2 separate regions of the Gossypium hirsutum genome follow, and region 2 is linked to region 1. The links are chromatin contacts, called in public Hi-C maps. All regions are on one chromosome and are shown on one strand. Each heading gives the region's core, a stretch centred on a gene start, on an enhancer-like site or on the middle of the called end of the contact. The rest is flanking DNA. Distances are from core to core; before and after follow the strand shown. Region 1 holds the start of LOC107934525 (protein BASIC PENTACYSTEINE2). Region 2 holds the start of LOC107942331 (zinc finger protein SHOOT GRAVITROPISM 5).

The links. Hi-C and Micro-C count contacts between places; a contact is called where the count stands out from the background.
Region 2: a Hi-C map of leaf shows a contact between it and region 1, with 3 times the contacts expected there. The contact joins the promoter of LOC107942331 here to the promoter of LOC107934525 in region 1. A contact is called at or near these places in 4 of 34 Hi-C or Micro-C datasets (all in leaf).

The regions. Positions count from the first base shown.
Region 1 is chrA01:73,427,163-73,432,299 of Gossypium_hirsutum_v2.1, forward strand. It overlaps LOC107934525 (protein BASIC PENTACYSTEINE2), which reads right to left and starts at 3,103. Exons shown (of 2, transcript XM_016866975.2): 1 at 2,744-3,103; 2 at 763-1,818. The coding sequence starts at 1,814. The coding sequence ends at 966. It overlaps LOC107934524 (putative clathrin assembly protein At1g25240), which reads left to right. Exons shown (of 1, transcript XM_016866974.2): 1 at 1-591. The coding sequence ends at 300.
Region 2 is chrA01:74,214,762-74,219,937 of Gossypium_hirsutum_v2.1, forward strand. LOC107942331 (zinc finger protein SHOOT GRAVITROPISM 5) reads left to right here and starts at 1,553. Exons shown (of 3, transcript XM_016875988.2): 1 at 1,553-2,079; 2 at 2,174-2,573; 3 at 3,011-3,909. The coding sequence starts at 1,962. The coding sequence ends at 3,731.

The DNA of each region.
Region 1 (5,137 bases), core at 1,853-4,352:
GCCAAGGTTTTAATGCAAGTACATTCAGTTGGTAAACTTGAAGCAGCAATGGCCCTCGAGATTCTTCGGAAGGCAACGTCACAAGGCGCACAACTTTCTCAATATTTCGAGTTTTGCAAGAAATATGGTGTTTTAAAAGCTAACGAATTCCAGACGGTTACTGAGATTCCGGAGGAAGATGTCCAAGAACTGGAGAGAATAATCAATGGGGTTTCAGACAAGACATACAAGAACGACGACTTTAAGGAAAATGACCAAATGGCAACAGTTGTAAGAGAAGAAAACAATCGTCGAGCATAGCGAATTAATTAAAGGTGGCTTGAAGACAACAATAACAGACAAATGGGAGGTTTTTAATGATAATATAAACCTCAATGGAGAACATATCGATAGTTTCTTTAATGAAAACAACAGTAGTGCCGATCAAGAAGCTACAGTTTCCAATCTACCTCTAATACTCATTGATCATGTGGCTGTTCATTTCCCTTTTGAAATCCCAGATTTAATTAGCTTCTAGAATTAGATGGGACCATCAACTTTGATGAAAACAATTTTTCACATATCTATATTATACAAACATAATTAGTATAATATTCTTTTCTTGAATTCAATAAAAATGCATTAAGAAAATGAAATGATATTATCAGTTCAAAACAAGCGGCAGCATTTAACTGCTGGGTCTAAAATAAACACTTGCCGAGTGGATGAAATGAGATTACCCAACAAATGAAAACTCTCAATCCACAATTTAAGTCAGTGACCTGAATAAAATAAAAGTTCTTTAAGCAGAAGCATGAATGAAAAATACTAAAAAGGTTGGCTAGAACCATGATGTTCAAGTGTTTAAAACATAATCATGACTGAGAAAATTCATGAAACTACACAGGCAACAAACATCTCCACAGGAGGCCGAGAAATATATACATGCGATGCAGACCCGCTGTCAATACCATCCTTTTAGCTCTCTACCTGATAGTGACAAACTTGTTGGTACCATGTCTTGCCCAATGAGTCCTCAAATCAATTGGGTTATTGAAGTTATAGTTTTCGGCTGCGAGTTTCTCCAGGACCTTTTTGAATGCCCCTTGACTCATTTTCCGCCCAGCTATCCTCGCACCACGCCTCTTGGTGCTCATTGGCAAAGGATACATGGATACATTTGTGGTGCAACAAGCAGATTGCCAACCGCCACAGCCCCATCGATAGCATTGCTGAGGGGTTCCAGTGCATGAGCAAACCGGGATCGGAATGCCGGAAATATCCATGTCGTACCCATTGATTTTAATATCCATACTCTTCTTTGCTGGCTTCACACGTTGAACAGAAGAATTGGTATTATCCTTTGGCTTCCTAGGCTTTTTGGTCTTTGGCGTCTTCGGGGCAGACTCACTCTGCCTTTTCTTCAACTCCACACTTTCCTTGGTAGCTGGTGACTCTTCAACTCTGCCAACCACCCTCTCATCTCTTGTTGAAGAATTGGGTGATGGCTGCAAAATTGGCAGCGAATGAGCAGCTGAAGTTTCAGGCAGAATGCCGTAGTTAGGAGAAATACCCGGTAACATGTTAAAAAACTTTTCTCTCTGGCTAATCCAACTATCCCTAACATAATTCATGGGGATAGGAGCCTCCGAAACAATGCAGTCGCGTGGGTGAAAGGCAGCATTGGGAGTAACCATGAGATTCGGATCGCGCATTGGAATAAAAGACTTTGTGTCCCGCTCAGCCATGCTTGACATAAGCTGCAGACCAAGATGTCCTTTAAAGGATGGCTCATAGTAACCCCAATTACGCATGTTCAACGCATCGTCATCCATGAAGCTATACATAGCCACCAACAACAAGAACAAAATGATTAAACTTTTAACATGATTCACATTATTCCATAAATGCCATTCAAATCCTGCTTAACATTCCCATTAAAGAACCCACAAAGACCATGAAAAAAACATAACACCATTAAAGACAGACATTCAAACAAAAAACAATGTTTCAAATAAGCAATCTAACACATTTACATGAATGAAGCAAGATTCAGCCACATCAAAATACATATGAAAGCAAATAAAAGATCAGACAAGAACCAACATTCAAAATTCAAAGAATGACTAACAATCCGTTTGATTCCCAAGAAAACAAAAAGGGGCAAATATGTTACATTTTCTAACTCTCAATTGGGAGGAAATTGAAAAAAGCCCCCAATGAGCGGCCTTCACAGTATCGCAGATCCATGATATGGAAACGAAAGATCTAAATCCACAGTAAATATGTATATAGCAGATTTGGAAAAATCTAAGATCCCCAAAGCAGCAGAAATAGAAATTTAAAGATACCAAACAGAAAGATGGAAAATTTGAGATTCAAAATAATTTCCAATTCCCCACATTTCCCCAAAGTCCAATCTTTGCACGCATCGTAATCCATAATCAGATCTACTATTATAGACCAAAAACAAAATCTTGAAAAAGGAAAAAAAAATAAAGTTTGGGTTTTTCTTTTATGGCAGTATCAGGGCTTTCAAAATGGAAACTTTATAACATCCTTTAGATCTCCTTTCATAAATTTCACCTCCAGAGCTCGAACAAACAAACAGACAAACAAATAAATAAATGAAAATACATATGAAAAGTTTTAATAGTACAAAGAATAAGCATGGAAGGACCCATATATTCAAAAACTGTTAGAAAGAGAAAGCAAAGAAAGAGAAAAGAGGGGAAAGGAAAGTGAGAGGAGAGAGAAAACTTACTTAGAGGGGGTGTAAACGACTCTTTAGGGTTTGCCCTTTCTGGAGAGAGAAAGAGAGAGGAGAGAGAAACCTGCGAAGGCAAAAAAATAAACTACGAAAGAGAAAGAGAGAGAAAAGAAAGCCCAAAAAAATCAAGAGAGAGAATGGGAAAGACCTAAAAATGTGTATCTATCAAAGGGGATTTATATATATCAGGAATTTCACTTTTTTAAAAATAATATAAAAACATCAAAAGAAAATTATAAATAAAATCATTTTAATTAGAGATAAATATAATCTAAAAAAGTTATTGGATGAGTGTAGGCCATATGCCTTTGAACAAACAAACAAAAAGGAAAACTTGTTATATCTCTTTTCTACATTTTGTATGTGGACAAATATGTGATTTTATAACAATGGAAAACAAAGATAGTCAATAGATTTCTATCAATATCTGCCTTCCCTTCTCTTTTTCTTTTTATCTATATAATTTATAATCCCCATCAAATGTCATCAATCAAGTTTTAAAATTTATTCATTTTATAAACTAATCAATAGTATTTATATCTTTTGATAAATCTAAAAAAAATCTATACAGATTTGAACTAAAAACATAATTTTTAAAATTTTATTTTTACTATTTCAATCAAGAAACATTTAGTATTATCTCATTTTTTTTATAAAATTTTTCACTAATATTTTGAATGTACCATAATCTACTTGCATTGGAGATTTTGATCAAAGATTAAAAGGGTGAAATTCAATCAAATTTTTAGTTGATTAACATGTGAAATCTTTTTAAATGGTTAAATAATATTAATTTATTTGATAGAATACACATTACTCATTTCCAGCTTAAGTCAACTGCCTACTACATCACGAGAAAGAAAAGGCCAACATCCTAGCTAAAAGGTCATCTAGAAATCTAAGGGTATAATACATGCACGGATGGGTGAAATTTGTAACATCTCTTACCTGGTCCGATCATCGAACCCTAGTAATAAGATGTTACAAGCAAATACAAAAAATTATATGCAATTTATATAAATTCCATTCACATATTATGAAATTTAATAATTTAAAGTTTGCAAGGACTGAATTGTGTAATTCAAGCATGAAATAGGATTCAATTGTAAAATTTTAAAATTTTAAACTTTTAAAGTTGATATTGATATGTAATGAATGGGTATTGATATCATATTAAATACCGATACAAAATCACGATTTTGTTTGTTATGCGAAATAAGGGTATCGACATTATTTTCTGGTATTGATATTTTATGAAAAAATACTAATACCATTCTAGCATTCTATTTGTTTTAAAATTGTTCATATGATCAAGTATCAATACCAAATGCCAAAATATCGATACTTAAGTTTAGAAATGGTAAAGACCAATATTTAAAATGTCCATTTCATGCCCAAAACACCTAAAGCTCAAATGGTAACCATAGATATAATTATAGACCTAAAAAACATCAACCAAGGCATACCACAAATATCACTTCTAACAATCATCCTAAGTGTCTAACCAATATGCCACAATTGGCACCTCAATGAAAAATTCAAATTCAAACATAACATTATATTCAAAATGATCCAATATGCCCTCCAAGGCACCTAAAAAAAATTAACATTCCATACTTGTAATAGCCCGTTTTTGGGTCAAATCAAAACAGTGGTTTCGAGACCACAAATCCGAAGCAAAAATATTTATTTTACTGTTTCTTTAAGGTCTATAGCATAATAGAATAATTGTGTGAAAATTTCATTAAAAAATTTTAGCGATTGAGTACTCAATTTGACTAGAAGGACTAAATTGCAATAGGTGCAAAATTTGAGTTCTATAGGCTAAAGGTAGTAAATTGTTATGAAATTATAAATTAGAGGCCTTAAATGGTAATTAGACCATTATACTCTAGGATGGACAAAAATGGAAATAGAGTAGGTAAAATTTCAAAGTTTAAGTGAGGGGTAAATAGGTAACTTGGTAAATAAAGGCAAAATAACTAAATAAATGATGTCATCTTCTTCAATTTATTCCCCCATAGCCGAAAATTAGAAGAGGAGACATAGCTAGGTTTGGCCAAGCTTTCAATCTCGATTGTAAGTCCGTTCTTGTCTCGTTTTTAACGATTTTTATATTTTTGAGATCGTTGTAACTTGATTTAGCTATTTCAAGGACTAATTTGAAAGAAAATTAAAGTCTAAAATTTTAAACATGTTGAATATGCTTGTATTTTGATGTTTGATGGTAGAAAATGCATGTTTGATGTTTGTTAAATGACTTTTGTAAAGTGATTTTAGGTAAAAAGTCAAATAGGGACTTATTTGTAAAAGTCTATAAAATGTGTAGAAAAGTATGAATAAACGAAAATTGTGGGCTGTTATGAGTATAAAAAACATTCAGCTAGG
Region 2 (5,176 bases), core at 303-2,802, 790 kb after region 1:
ATGATATTCTAAATTTATTGTAAAATATTTAATTAAAAAACTTAATAGTTTATTGAATTAATATTTTTAATTTCACTCATTGAAGATCATTTTTATTTAATAAAATATAATTAATAGATTTTTTCATGTAAAATTTAATTTTTTTATTGTAATAATATTTTAATTAAAATCATTTTTATTAATAAATATAATTAATAGACTTGTTTATATGCTAAAAATTATAATTTTACTTAAATTTTTAAATAATATGTTGTTATAAAGAAGTAATTTAATAAGAGAAATGTACTTCATAACTATTCTTACTGTGTGGGGATGGCAGGAGCCCCCATCTCCTCAACATGGAAAACTTTTCATTTAGGCCCTTTAAAATTTTAAATTAGTAAAAGTAAAATTATACTTTAACCCCTTAAAATGATAAAATTTTGATTTAATCATTTAAAAATTATAAAGATATAGGCTATTAAAATGGTAAAATTGTATTTTTACTATCACAAAAATTACAATTTAATTTTAGTCCCTTAAAAAAATTTCAAATTTTGCCTCTGGTTATAAGTGAATTGTTTTAAATGATTAAAATAAAAATATAGAAGTTGATTCTACTAAAAATTTAGTTATTTGATAATTGAATTAAAATGTTGATTGAATAAGTGGGGTGGTAAAAAGATTCTGTTAATATTTATCGATATATTATTTAAACCTCTATAGGGTTTACACAATTCCATGATGATAATTAACGATGTTTTATGATAAAAGGATACGAGTGTTTGTTGGAACCCATGCAAACCTATTTCATATACAGTCAATATGATCTTATATATAATATATCAAAATAAAATAATATCACAATGTAGATAGGTTCTTCAATTGAGTTGAATTTCATCACTCTAATTCTATCTTTAGCTCAAATATTTTTCATTCAAAACTTTATTTTTTCAACTTTTTTTTATATGTATAGCCAAAATCAGTATCTACCACAATAACTTTTTTGAACTCATTAGCTGAGTGATATAACAGTAACTTTCTGGCAAATAGAATTATTAGGGTTCCAATATCCCTTTTTCTTTATTGGAGAAAGAGTTACATAATGAGGAATAGGGCAAATTTTGAAGGATGGGGGAGGAGATTTTAAATAACTAAAAGAAAAAGAAAGAAAAAAAAAATCTCTTATAGAAATGATTTCAACCTTCTTGAAAGTGACAAATCTTGTTTCCCTCATCTTTAGAAAAACTGAAAGAAAACAGTACTAATTTAGGGTTTTAGTTCACATTTTGCTTAATCAAACAAATAATCCATTTTCACCCCTCCCCCCAAGATTTACATCTCAACTTTTTCTCACAAAAGGGAAATGAAAAAAAAAAAAAAAGAGGTCAGGTGGAAATGGAAGGGTGGTGTGGCCTGCAGTTACTATTCATATATACAAATAGGAATAATATATGAATAATAAAGAAATAAATTCATGCAAATTACTGTGTGATTGAATAATGACAGTTTGTTTTGTTGTGAGGATGTTTTTTTGTTCCTGTCCAAATGCCTGTGTGTTGTTATGTGGGTGTGGGCTCCCAAAACACAAGCATTTGTGATTGAATCAGCCCCCTCTCCTCCTCTCTCTCATTCAAAGGAGCTTTATAAGTAAGACTTGCTCAACCTTACCTGTTCATGGTGGGGGTCTAATTGAAACAGCAAAACCAAGAAAACTTTTTTTAAATAAAGCTTAAAAGAAAGAAAGTTGATGGCAGAAAGCAATAGCTTTTTCTTCTTCTCCATGTTCCCTTCCCTCTCTCTCTGATCCCCATTTTCCTTTGTGTAGTATTATCAGTAAAGCTGAATTTCCTCTCCCCCACTAGCTACTCCAAGCCAAGCCCTCCACCACCTGTACAGCTAAAGCAAGATTGATTGATTTGTTTTTTCACTTCAAACTCCATCACCCACACCACACATATAGTGAACTGCAAACCATCACTATGTTAGACAACTCTTCAATTTCTGCTGCACCCCTTCCATCTTCCTCCTCTGATCCCCTCACTCCTTTGGAAAATGGGGCCACCCATAAAAGAAAAAGAAAGCCAGCAGGCACGCCAGGTTGTACTAGCTTATATGTTTTAATTCATTAGTTAAATACCCTATTCTTTTGTTTTTTGTTTTGTTCATAATTGAATTGATTTTGTGTTTGTAGATCCTAATGCAGAGGTGGTTTCTTTATCTCCGAAAACGTTGCTGGAATCGGATAGATATGTTTGTGAGATCTGCAACCAAGGGTTTCAAAGAGACCAGAACCTGCAAATGCATAGGAGAAGGCATAAGGTGCCATGGAAGCTGCTGAAAAGGGAATCACAAGAGGTGAAGAAGAGGGTGTTCGTTTGCCCCGAGCCAACCTGCTTGCATCATGACCCTTGCCATGCTTTAGGTGATCTGGTTGGCATCAAGAAACATTTCCGGCGGAAACACAGCAATCAGAAACAGTGGGTTTGCGAGAAATGCTCTAAAGGTTACGCTGTTCAGTCTGATTACAAGGCTCATCTCAAGACTTGTGGCACCCGGGGCCATTCTTGTGACTGTGGCCGTGTCTTTTCCAGGTCACTCTCACTTCACTTCTTCATACCCCCAAAAATACAACCTCCTTCTCTTTCCTCTTTCCTCTCAATTTTTTTTCCACATTCAAACCCTAAAAATACCCTCAAAATCCAAGAATGATTTCCTCTTCCCTATTCCCCATAACATGTTTTTGTTTGTTTACTTAATTAAAACCCAATTACACGCAAAATAGTTGTTTACAGACACTAGAATTCAGACCCCAGTTCATTTTTTAATTAGTATTTTCATACAGGAAACCTAGTCTCATAATCCGACCTATAGTTAACTAAAATCAATTTTATATTGCTTTGTTCCTCGTTAACCCTACATGAAGAGGACTTGGTTGCTTCCTTGACTTAGTTTGTTTAATCCAAACTTGATTATTTAAAAAAAAAAACCTGGAACAGTCCAAATTCTCATCTAATCTGTGTCGTTTCAGGGTGGAGAGTTTCATTGAACACCAAGATGCTTGCACCACTCGACGAGTTCAACCTGAGTTGCAGGCGCAGCTGCAACCTGCAGCAGCCTGCTCCTCTCGGACGGCTTCAAGCACTAGTCCTTCAAGCGATGCCAACTTTAGCATCGCCCCATTGCATGGATTGCCGATTACAAAATCAACGGAGCCTGTTTTCTTGTACAAGCGTGTGTCTGGTTCAGACCATCAGCGCCAACATCTGCAACACAATCTTGAACTTCAACTTCTACCTTCATCAACCGCTAACTCGAGGGATTCAGATGAGGAGTACGCTACTCATTTGAAGCTATCGATAGGGTCCAACGACGGTGGCGAAAAGAATGCAAGTAAAACGACATTGGAAGCTAGTAGGTTGAAAGAGTTCGCAAGTGGGCAGCTAAAGTTGGCCATGGCCGAGAAGGCCTACGCCGAAAAGGCTAGACAAGAAGCTAAGAGACAGATCGAGATGGCTGAGCTTGAGTTCGCTAGTGCAAAGAGGATAAGGCAACAAGCGCAAGGTGAACTGGAGAAAGCTCAAGCCTTGAAAGATCAAGCCACAAAGAAGATAAGTGCTACAATCATGCAGATCACTTGTCAAACTTGCAAGCATCAGTTCCAAACATCAACAGCTGCTGGTCCAGATGATGAGACCTCACTTGCTATGAGTTACATGTCTTCAGCCACAACAGAAGGGGAAGGAGAGTGACGGCAAGTTGATCATGCAATGATGAATGATCAACCCCCATTAGCCCTTAAATCTCTTTGTTCTTTGATCTGCACGTTGAGTTTTTCTTTGCTTTGTCAACTAGTTTTTCTTCACTTATTCTAACCACTATCGTGGATTTGATATAAGAAAAAGAAGAAGAAAATGGTCGTTTTAAGCAGTTCTTGAATTGATTTACTATATCTTCATTTGTTTAATAGAAAAAAGGGGGGGGCGGGGGTAGACATTGCAATTTAATTAAATGCAGTGTGAAGTACAGTATCTATATGAGATATATGAACAAATGGTCATGCCTTGAGATTTTCTCAACCTCTTATTGCACTGCTACACCTGCAGGTATGCCATGTGAATGTTTTAAACATCAGGGCACATTTTATCGTCCGCTTGACTTCAAATATGCTGAATCCCATCATAAAGCTTGGAGAGAAACCTATCATTTCAGATTATTCTTCTAGCCACTAGCCCAAGTCTTATATATACGAGTGTGTGTGTGTGAAACTTATTGAATAATCCTAGATTAGGCACTGACATATATGTTTTGTTGCAATATATTTCGAGATATACAAGTTGTGACTATATTTAAAGTTGAACCGGATTAGACCATAAATTGAGAATAGAACTCTCTATGATGGGTTTTCCTACTAAAGTAAGATAAAAAGGAAAAAGAAAAACATGCTGAGGCTCACAAAATTTGTAAGTTGTATTTTAGCTCAGCAACTCACGATGGGTTTTCGTTATACTTGGACCAAAATGTGTAAAGTTTATAATAAAAACAAAACATTGAAAAAAAATTTAAGGATAACAACAAAACAAAGGGTGTTGGATTTATCTTTCCCCTAATACTATAGCCGGTTGATGCGGCTTTTCCCTTTATAAATTTTTCTTTTTGTTTTTGTCGGAAGCATTAAAATAATGGGAAGAAAAAGAAGAAGAGTTCAAAACATAATGCTTGGATTGCTTGTTAGATTTTAGGCAAATTTAAATTTCAAAGGGTCTGCATGTAAATTTAAGCCAAGCTTATGTTTATTTTTTGTCTTCTTAATGAAAATATAAATGAATGAACGACACATGGAATATGAAAATCCTCTCTTTGGGGTATTGGAGTTTTTACACATATTGGGGACCATTTTAGCTAGAAAATAGGAAGGAACCATTCAAAGATGGTGACCCATAGATTCAACCCCAAATTGAATGTTGTAAAAGAAAAGAAAGGAAGAGAGAGGAGGAAGGGTGGGAAAGGAATGTCATTTTCATTGCATTTGTGTCCTTTTAAATGCTTATAAAAACACCATGTTTTTCAGTGCCACAGTTGAAATGGTTATAGACAGGCAATGGTCCTTCTCAAACATAAACAACACATCCAATTCACTTAAAAAACACACTCTCTCTCACACTTTATCAGATTCAGCAGCAGCTATGGCAGAGCA